Linked DNA regions of Columba livia: region 2 is linked to region 1. A link is a contact called in public Hi-C data. All regions are on one chromosome and are shown on one strand. The core of a region is the stretch at or near the end of the contact, and the rest is flanking DNA. Distances in the headings are between cores, read along the strand shown.

What was found. Hi-C and Micro-C count contacts between places; a contact is called where the count stands out from the background.
Region 2: a Hi-C map of crop shows a contact between it and region 1, with 2.7 times the contacts expected there. The contact joins the enhancer-like site here to the promoter of MB in region 1. A contact is called at or near these places in 2 of 2 Hi-C or Micro-C datasets (crop and liver).

What each region holds. Positions count from the first base shown.
Region 1 is chr1:174,223,350-174,228,793 of bColLiv1.pat.W.v2, forward strand. It overlaps MB (myoglobin), which reads left to right and starts at 3,053. Exons shown (of 3, transcript XM_005511255.4): 1 at 3,053-3,219. The coding sequence starts at 3,125.
Region 2 is chr1:174,314,170-174,319,613 of bColLiv1.pat.W.v2, forward strand. No RefSeq gene overlaps it. Among named protein-coding and RNA genes, the nearest start is that of SLC35E3, 23 kb to the right of the region's middle. Within about 2 kb of position 2,347, at least 1 of the 3 cell types and tissues checked has an H3K27ac peak away from gene starts, as active enhancers do.

The sequences.
Region 1 (5,444 bases), core at 1,803-4,302:
GGGAAGCATCTACTGTTTTGCCAGAAATGGCTCTTCCCCTGCCTGCTGTGCTCATCAGATGGGAGATGACCTTTCCTAAGCACCTTTTGGTGGCATTTTTGTGTAGAAACCAGCCCCACACAGCCTCTAAGACAGCAGGATCCTGAGGCTCAGCTGTGGCTGTGCTGCTGTCTCATGGGACCTTCCTCTGCCCCAATCTCATCACCTCATTTCTCTCCAGTGTTCAAGTCTGGGGGAAGGAACAGTGTTACTCCTGCAAGGCTGGGGCAAAGCCACCCAGCCAGCCCAGGGCCCTGCTGCCCTGACACAGGCCCTTTCTGAGGAAAACAGACCATCTCTGTGTCCTGCACTGAAAACGAGCCCCTTACAAAAGTGCTGCCATCTGCCACCAGCACTGGGACACTGCAGTCCTGCTCTCCTGCCTCCCAAATATAAGGGCTATGTGCTGGCCACCTCCCCGAGCATCCAAGTCCCGCTGCGGGGGGACTTGGACGTGGCCTCCAGTCCCCGTGTCTCTGTCGCCCGTGGCCACTAGATGGTAGCAAGCGCTGGCCGAGGGAGCCGGGCTGCTGCGGCGCCTCCGGCCCGCGCAGAGGGGGGCCCAGGGCGGGTACCCGCACCAGGTGGTCGCCGTCCAGCCGAGGGGCTTTGCAACGAGGCGACAGCACACACATCACCCCAAAAGGTGGCCGAAAAGATGAACGATACGTTTTATGCTCGTTTAGCATGAGCGCCTCATGTGTGGCTGCAGACGGACGGCCACGCTCGACAGCATGGCTGTGCTTGGAATGGGTTATTCAATGACCCGACGCTTTTTAAAGGAGGCAACAGATATGTTGGCTCTCTGTAGTTTGCGTTTATTGAGATGATTGTGCAAGTGATAGACTGTGCCTCAAGAGGGACAGTGGAGGCCTGTCCCCTTCACAGCTACAGGGTTGAGGTACGGTCTGATGCACAATAAAGCTCTTAGTATTTCTTTAGGATATTTTTTAAGCTCTAGGGAGAAGACTTTATGATTTCGTTTTATTACTATTTCACTTGTAAAAAAAGCAACATGGAATCCCGTACTCTTTTTAAGCCTACTGACCATTTAACATTAATGTCCATGCTAGGACTGTTGGCTTCATCACCTTGGGGAAAGCTACAGAGAGCAGAGAGTCTAACAACTTCAAATGAAGTTATTATGGCAACTGAGTAGTTCCAGTTTGGGGAATATGACAGAGCTCGGTGCATAAGCAGCAGCCTCTCATGTACCAGGAGCACATTTCTGTCGTGTCTGAAACGCATGTAAAATAGTAAGGTCAGTATTCAGGATCCTACCCAAGGCTGAGCCTGGGATGGTACAAATGCTTGTTTACTGCTATAAGTACTTGGGGAGCGAGGCTGCAGATATGTGCTCTCTCCCGTCTCAGCCTTGTGCTGTGGAGAACAGCACAAGGAATTATTCAGAGGGGTTCCAAGCTCTCTTCCACCAGTTCAGCTTGGTTTGGGTACTTGCTAGTGCCCTGGTATATGCATGGGTAAATCAAGATGAAATCTTGCCCTTGAGGTATTTAGGATGTGAATTGTTGGATGTAACACAAACTGGTGCACAGAGGAGAGAAAAGGAGAGGATTTCAGAGTCATGGATTGACAGGCAGAGGCTTGCAATCTTTAACTGCTGAAATTCCCTTACCTCTAGGCTTGGATACCAGTTGACACCTCCATTTGACTTTTTCCACCCTTCTTACCCAAACTATTCCCTTTAAACCTGTGTGTTTCTGAGGGATGTGGGGTTCTGTGCCTTACCTTCCTCACTGCCTGATCACCCTTGTACGTGGACACTTCTTTCCCCTTGCAAGGCCAGGACAGGGGAACTGCTCCCGCTTTGCAGAGAGTGGATGGATGTGTGCAGAGGCAGCGATGCACCTCAGGTCCTTCAGCACTGTGACAGGGACCGTGGGGTTGCACGCTCTTCTCCTGAGCCCCAAGGCAGTTGTCTTCAGCTCTTGGCTGACGTTTCTTGTCTGCCAAGGCCTGTGGTGTGTGCCTCTTTGGAAACATCCAGAGGTAAGTGCATGCTTCGGGACAGCGGCACTAGCTGGGTTTGTTATCAGGCTGTGTTCTGACTGCAATCTCCTGGAAGGGACTAATCACCCCACTGGTGTGCCAGGCCATTATCAGCCCTGACAGGGATGGAGAAGAAAGGCTGGGAGGTGTCCCAAAGCACATCCACGTTATTTGTCAGCCCAGTGACTTTTCCTCCCAACACTGACATTCGTCCTGACAGAAGTAGCCAGATACCTTAACCCATGGCTGGGTGCAAGTTGAGTGAAACCTTGCTGTGTCCTTGTGTCTCTGGCCTACTGCAAATTACTCTTCTGGCGCAGCTGTATGTCCGTTGGCTCCGATGTCCAGGCTCAGACAGTGGCTAGTCCTGGGCATTCCCGGGAGAGGCAAGAAGGACCCTGGCAGGCAGGTGCAGGGTAACTGGCTCCCATGTAGCTTTTATTCCCTTCCTCCCTCCTGCAGAGGCTGGGGAGATGACTGGGCTGCTTTGAATACAGCTAGCTCTTATGAACATGTCTCTTCTAACACTGTGCTCTTCTCTATTAGTAACTGGTGCATGTTACCCCACGGGCAAAGGAGGGTGAGATGATCAGCATGGGAAAGGGATGGAGCTGATGCTACTGTCTGTGCTGGCCTTTTCTCCTGCCTGTCCTTGGCATGCCAGGGGAGAGGGAGGTGGGGTGGCCTTGCAGATGACAGTACTCTTCAGGAATCTCCTGCCATACAGCTTGACACTGTCTCTGGGTCCTTGGGAAGCCAGGACAGGCTCCTGGCACCGTGTTTCGGCAGTGCCCTTTCTGTCTGGAGCGGGACATGTGCCAGTCCAATACGAAAAGCAGAAACGATGCCTTCAGTGGCACCCACAATAGCACCTGACCCAAAATAGCTTCCTAGAAAAAAAATAGGAAGGCTGATTAGGTTAAACCAGCCTGAAAGAAAGCAAGATGTCCAGCTGACGATTAACAGGTGTAAGTCTGTGAGCAGGGGCTATAAATTGCACGGGGGAGCTCGCCAGACACCCTTTGGGGAAGACAAACGGCTGCAGGGAGCACTCAGGACCTGCCTTCAGTGAACCATGGGGCTCAGTGACCAGGAATGGCAGAAGGTCCTGGCCATCTGGGGGAAGGTGGAGTCCGACCTCCCTGGCCATGGACATGAAGTTTTAATGAGGTAGGCAAGAAGCTTCCATTCTAAGAGTAAAGCTTTTGATTAGAGACCAAGGAAGGTGTATATTTGGTATGGGGGCTTGTGTCTGTCAGTGTTTACTTCAACAGGCTGTTTTCTTTGTTGGAGAGTGGTGGTTTTTCCATTGCTATGGTTTCTGGGTTAAAAATTACTCACCATGTAAAGCAGTTGTTCTTCTGTCTCTCCATCTATGGGTGCAGGAGCAAGCCAGTGCTGCTAAAAGATGGTGGGGCTTTGTCACTCCCTCTGCTTCTGCTGGCAAAGCTCTGCTTTAGATCCTCATTGACCAAGCACTGCAGCAATAAATGTTGAGCAAATAGTGTGTCCTGGGCTTTTAGATGCTCTGCAGCAAGAATGTGGGAAGGCAGGGAAGGAGAGGAGAGGAAATTCAACTCTACGACAATTTTCTTGGAATCTATGATTTCGGTAAAATTAATTGTGAAGTACCTGAATATTTCTCTCTCCCCACCTTAGCCCCACCTGGCAGAGCCTTGCCTATCCTGCCTTTTGGCCAGAAATCTGGTGGTGACACTTGCCTACTTCCTGATGACGGATTAGAGGTCTGGGTGTGAAACAAGGTGCTTTCTTCCCCCTGCATGCTTCCTCCTCCATGATTCTGGTGTCAGAGTGAAGTTCTCACAAGGTCTCCATCTGAGACGACCCCCAACCCCATACTGTCCTTGTGGTCCTGGCCCCCTAAGAGGGGAACACCTCAGGCGCCAGCAGCAAGTCACAGAACTGCAGTCTGGAAGGGATCTCAGAGCTGCAGAGTGGGAAACAACATTGGTGGGCTTTGGATTCTAGCTTGTCCTTAAAGAGCAGCAGGGCTGGAGACTTTGAGGAAACCCTTCAGATCTCCCCCTCACTCAGCCTGTGCTCAGTACAATGTGCGGGAAGGGTACCGACACTGAGGAGAGCAGTGGGGTTGTGGCACTTGCTCTGGAGGTGGTTCCTATCTTAAGCATGGTTAAAGGAAGGAACTCACACCACTGGGCAAATGCACTGTCCAAAGCTTTTATGAAGATGTGCCAAAGCAGAGAGCTGTTTTATTTACTTTCTTTATCATGGCCCAATTCATCCACCATTTGAAGAGGAGAGAGGGATGGGGCAGCTGAGTGGCAACGTGTTGGCTTTTCCCCTATGTAGTCCAGAGCAGGCATGCTGAAAGGGTAGCAGGCACCCCAGTCCATCTGTGTGAGGTGGCTACTTTGGCTCTGGACATGCCACAAGACACTGAAAGCAGTTTCCAACTGAAAAGGCAATACCTTTTTTCTTTCAGGTATTGCAGGGCAAAGCATGGCATTAAATAAATAGATGACACTCCTCTCCCCTGTGACTTTGTGCTTCCCAGCCAATCCAGGTCATTTCTTGTTTCTTTAAGGACCTTCTGAGGGAGGAGAGAGGCAGGGAAAGCCCAGCAGCTTGTAGCTTAGAAAAGTGTCCTCATGTGCAGTTAAAGACTTCTTAGGTAGATGTCATATCCTGGGAATATGTTTAGAAAATCCTGATCCAACTGGATATCTTCCAAAGGAAACAAAAAAGTACTCATCGGAAGAATTTTTAAGAGTCTCCGGAGTATATAGTCTTTGGCAGACATGATTCAGCCATAGCTAGACGTGATAGAGATTTTTAGAAATAACTCCATCCCATTTCAGAGTACAAGGTTTTTTCGTCTCTCTGGATAGGGCACAACCTGTGTCGTAGAAAGACAGAGGAAAAAAGAAAAGACTGATAGTGGTGTGCTCAGCACCTGGTAGAGTGCAAAAATTCTTTGAAAACCTTTGAAATGAAACACCAGAAAAGACTGGCCACTCATTTAGAGAATGTTTTTGCTGCAGAGCAGCTTTGACTTTTCCATGTGCTTGAGGTATTTGTAAGTGTAATTTAACCTATACTAACACCATATAGTGGAAAGCCCAGCCCTCATGGCAACATACTTAGGAGGAACGTCCAGTTCTAGATGGGACACAACTCCCAGGTAGTCCCAGCACCAGCACCCTCCCAGTGGCAGGGCAAATGTGTGACCACTACCATGAGAGGGAGGCTGGTTTCATGGCTGAGGTCCTGGGCTGGAGCTCCAGATGCTGCTGCAGGTAATTTGGGTGAGCCATTTCAGGGTGTGAGCTGTAGCACCCTGGCTGTTAAGACAAACATTGGTTTTGCTGGTGCTTCAACTAGTTGGATTGTGCCAATCAAAGGGTACAATACTT
Region 2 (5,444 bases), core at 1,097-3,596, 90 kb after region 1:
AAATCCTGCTGCAATAAACATGTTAGCCACCAACAATCATAACGGCTCTGAGCAGCTCTTTAACTGGGGTCATTCCTCCCTCCCTCTTGACTGGAAACACGGAAGGGGACACAGCACCACTTGGTTGCCTGTGGGCTCCAGCCAACTCAAAACCACAGCGAGCGGCTTTGGGAGGAGGACCCAGCAGGGTGGCTGAGTGAATGTTGAGCAGAAGCTGGTGGCTCTGAGGAAATGCACAATATGAGGCCATGTACACACCACAGGAATGGGCACAGGGCTAGGAGCACACAGGGCAGGATGAGAACAGGCAAGGGATGGAGAGGACAATACCATGGAGGTGAGCATGGCTCACCGCTGCTGCTAATGCAGGGACTGAGAGTGAAACCTGGGAAATCAGTACTGGGAAGACTATCCTGCCACAAATCAGCATGAGAGTGAAAATTAGCCTTCATTTCATTAAAGTCACTGAGGAAACATAATTGAAGCAACAGCAAATATAGATCAGCCAGGCAAAACGCTTCAGAGAGGATTTATTCACCATGTCACTGGCCTCTCGTGGAGCAGAGGTGATCCACACAGGGGGCTGTGATTCAGCCCATGAGGAGAGGAAGGCTTGAGATGGAAGAAAGGTGGGAAAACAAGAGCTAACAACAGAAGGAGGGGGATATTACAGAGGTGAAAAGTCAGGGCTCACATTTCTCTGCCTCTTAAAGACCAGGGGAGAGTTCAGGAGGATTAAAAATGCTGTGGATGTGTGGCATCTATAGGATGAAGGAAATCCCCATGAGCAGAGCCTGGGATTAAAGAAGCTGTATTTCATTCGTCCTTCTTTGCTGTTAAGTCTTGTGCACCTTGGGCTAAGACATGCTGTTTTCCTGTGCTCCAACTCTGTTCTCTGTAGGAGGGATGACCAGGTTTGTCTGCCACCAAAGGGTTTGAAATGATCGATGTGTTACTGATTGCAAGGTGCCAAGTCACTGCTGGGACTAGGAACCAGTTTAGGGCTGAGGAGTGAGGTTGCACAGGCATGTTTTACACAACATCTCCCCTCCTGCCGCTCAGCAGCCCTGTTAGCTTTGTATTTCCCTTGTCTCCACCAGCACCCATTGATATTATAACATACACTGTCCAGGTAGGCTTCAACTGCACAAATAGCCCTTTGCTTTGCTGTCACCTTCACTTGAGGAAGCCCACAAAAGTGGCCAGAAAAATCAGAGAAGCTAGCTCATTTAGAGCAATTTGAGCTCTAAATTCGGGGCTGTACACATTTCACCTACCCCTTACTGCTCACTGAGGGATGCAGAACAGAGCCACTTACATGCTTTCTTATGTAATAAGCAGGTGGTTTACATGCTTAAAACAAATTACCACTTCAACAGGGGTTCTCCAAAGCCCTCAGCTATTGCGATGCCTGTAAGCCAGCATCTTTCACAGCCTGGAGATGTGCACAGTAGGTGCTGCTGAAAAGCAAAGCCAATAAGCAGATACAGGGTTGGTATCAGCTATTGCTTGACCAGAGGGCACGGCTGATTCATTAGGCTAGCTCCACATCTCCACTTTGCAGCCCGTGTTTCATCATCCCAGTTCCAGACTGATGGTGACTCTGATGCCCGTGTACAGGTCACTGGAGATTAGGCTTTGATTTCTTTCCATTTCAGCAATTTGTAGCTGACTGCATAAGCAGAGACAGACACAAACCCACTGCCTGGATCACCACCTGCCTGTTCCAAATCTGGGTCACTGTGGCATTTAAAAGCACGAACAGCCGATACAGCCCTGCCAGGCAGAAGCAAAGAAGGAAACCAAACATGAGAAGTGCTCTTGATATCAAAAGAGAAAAATACAGACACAGGAGGCAACTGGATTTGTCTTTCTCCTGCATTTAATTGTCTTTGATAGTTCCTTCCCAAGGGCGTTAAATTTCAACTGCCTCTTCTGTGTTGACGGAGGAGTCTAAAAATGGCCTATGGTGATTGCACGTCTGGCAGGGAACCCCTCAGGGGCTGCATCCTCTGCATCTTGGAACACTTTCTTCTGTCCAAATGATCACAAAAGCAGCCCAAGGAGTGGCTCCCATGTTGAAAACACTTCTCTGGTGATTTCCAAGGATTGCCCATGTCCCCAGACTTCTCTTGCCTGGGCACTGACTACAGGGAGTTTCCCTCACTGGTCCTGTATGTCTCAGAGCTTTGGCAATGCCACTTGGCGTCTAGCAGCGTTTGCTGAGGTTATGAGACTGCAAGGCAGTGCACTGTCTCCGCTCTCCCATGGGTGATGCAAAACATCTCTGGGGCACAGATGAACCAGGTGGAAAAGCTGAAGGAGGCCCTATAGCTCCTAGTATATTCCAGCACATGGCAGAGTTTGAAGAAGCCCTCAGGTCCTCTTTCCTGCCTGATGATTCTAGTGTGGGGGAAGTGAGTTCTCTCCCATGCTCAAGCATCTGAGAATTGCCTGGGAGTCTCTGACTCCCAAGGGCAGCTGCTGGATGGCTCAGCAAACAAACGAGCAACTGCAAACTCTATCTGGACATCAGCCATATTAACCATGAGTGCTGCTCTCCCCTGTGGATACAACAGCTGCCCATTGGAATAAACAGGAAACCATTTTATCCTCTGAGGAGCAAGAAAGGTGAAGGGGTCACAACTGTAAATTGTGTGTCTCTGGGTTTGGGGCATGCAGCATGAGCCACAAACAAATAGGTCTTCTGTTTTTTCTCATAGAGCAGGGACTCAGATGCTAGGCTTCTCCTTCTGAGCTGGTTCTCTGACCTAACGTTACCCTTTTCTTCAGTACAAGAGACAAAACAGCAGAAGTCCTAGTTTCTCCCCTGAGGTTTTGGAAAACAGTCATATAGCATGGCATGGGGAGGCACTGCGGCAATAAGCCTGCCAGGTCACGTGAAATACAGACGTGGATCTATCTTGCCTGATTCTTCATGACCACACTTGTCTGTTTTGTGTAGTCCTGGCTATGAATACGTGTGCTTCTGTGCTTTGCCTTCCTACTAGTTGTTAGTGTCTGTTGGGGAAAACTTTGAGCCCCTTCGGGATCGACATTTCATGGCTATTTTAGAGTCCTTACTTTTCCAGCCTCTTGGAAAGCAAATCAATTTTACATCAGTGAGAATTTGCTTTTGCCCATGGAGTGCTTTGATTGCTGGGCTCCTTGGCCAGACCTCTAGGGCTTGTGTCATGCAGGAGGTCAGGTGAGCTGTGCCAAAAGGGGCATTCTGGCCTCAACAACTCAAGCTTCTGTTCAACTCAAGACTGGGGAAGCTTCATCCTTTCCACCTGATGTGTCTATTACTGTAAGTTACACCTGCTTGTTAATAGGATACAGTAAAGTGATGTTGGTGCAGCGTGCCAGTAGTGATGTTACTGTGGAAACCAGGATATCTTAATTGCCTGGCTCAGGAGAAGCCAGGTAAATCAGACATTGTAGTTCCCCCATTGCAGCAACTGTGATGCCGAAAGATCTGGACTGAGCATCAGGTACACAAGGCTCTGCCACTGACCGGTCTGTGAGCACCATGTGGTACTGGGAAAGCTGTTCCCCTCTTTATGTCCTTTGGTTCTCCCCAACCCAGGCCCTCACCCTTCACTTGCTGGACCCACATGGATGACGAACTTCCCAGACTGGAGACAGTCTCTGCAATCTTGGTCAGACCACCAAACGTCTCCTCATTACAATACACAAACTGAAGATAACTGATAATATTGAATGTGCACCATATTCTGGTGTGAGGGTCTAGGATAGTGATATTACCTGTAAGACAGATGACTTGTCAGCTGTCTCTCCAAAATCCTTATAAATATCTTGAGCACTGTGTGTTTAACTGCGTAGTCCTAGTGATATACCAACATTAATCTTTATGATCACTTGTGACAGAGTCTACAAAGTACCAGGTGCAGGCTGAGACCTGACAGATCCCATCAGGTGAAGGCTTTCCAGAAAGAAAAGATGCCTACATATCTATTTATAGATGCCTATTTATACCACCAAGGTGCTGGATGCTGATGAGCACACAGCATGTGGCCAGCTGTGGATAGACCTGCTTTCCACTCAGCAAGCAGTTCATGGGTCCTTTGATCAAGGCAGGCAGGATAATGTTCCTGCTTTCTTTCTAAGGGTCCAAAAGTGTGTGGTGCAAAGAGCATATAAACGAGTGTTGCCTGGCTTTTCTGGCCAGATGTCTGTGTGCTTTCTGGCCAAATTGCCCACAGAGGAGCACATGAAATGGGAAAAAAAGTATTAGAAACAAAAGAGGCAGTGAGATGAGGTAAAGATCAAGAACAGGGAGAAGAGGTGGGCCATCTTGGCTGGATGAAAGCTTGAAGAGCAGGGAGAAGAGGAAGCAGTGGATAGTCCAGGGGATGTTCTCTGATGCACATCCTTTGGTGTCCTATTCCTAATGGGCAGCCCTGAGAGCAGATCCAGCATGTTATACCCCTATGTCCTTCCCGCCCATGAAGCCAGCAGGCTTGAAAACAGAAGTGGGAGGCTTGTGCTGGGCACTCTGCAAGGTGGCCAAGAACTGACTGTGATGGCCAGGCGGGTGACTAGGAGGGGATGACCATGCATAGGAGGAGAGAGAGTAGGCATGGAGCATGCAGTGGAGTGGAGGAGGAGAAAATGGACTGGCTGGCATTGCTGGAAGAGACCTGGAGCAGGAGTGTGCAGGAAGGAGAGAAGGATGTTGCAAAAGGATGGGCAAAATGAGACAAAGAGCAGTAGCAGGCATTTGTACATTACAGTTATGGGAGAATGAGTGGTTCAGGATTTTGAAGGAACTTATCCCAGAATTAGGGAATACAGGCCATTAGTCAAACTTCCTGAAGGAACTGAAATTCAGCATGAGACATCCCACCAGCAGACCACGTCACAGGCACCCAGACCCATGACACGTGAGCCATTCTGCAGGCTAATGTCACGGCAGCATGGCATTGCTGCAGCACGGTCTCCCTCCCAGAGACTTCTCCTTTTGTCTCCTAGTGTTTGCTGGCACCATCCGGAGCAAAGCACAGGAATTTCAGTTCTCAGCCTGGGGAGGACTGGATAGGCACTAGAATGTGTTAATGTTATTTATGTCAGCAGGTAGACTCTGCCACTGAGATTGGGCTAAAATCATGGTAAGAGGTGGTCTGTGCTTCAAACAGGTTAAGACTGAGGACAGGCAAGGAGATGAAGTCACTTACTTAACTGGCCCAGTAAGTCAGTAGCAGAAAGGTGAAAGGAGCCCCAGCTTTCTTCACTTGAGGTCGGTGCTTGGTGGACCAGCTCAGATTGTTTCTCACATTGCCTAAATCGGCATATTCCACTTGCCAGTGTTTGTCTCACGTCCTTGAGCAATAGCCCTCAGGACTCTGTAGTTCAGTTTTGTTTTATTTTATGGAGGAAGTGGCACTCTCAACACGCTCAGAGGTTATGTTGCTGCATTGCAA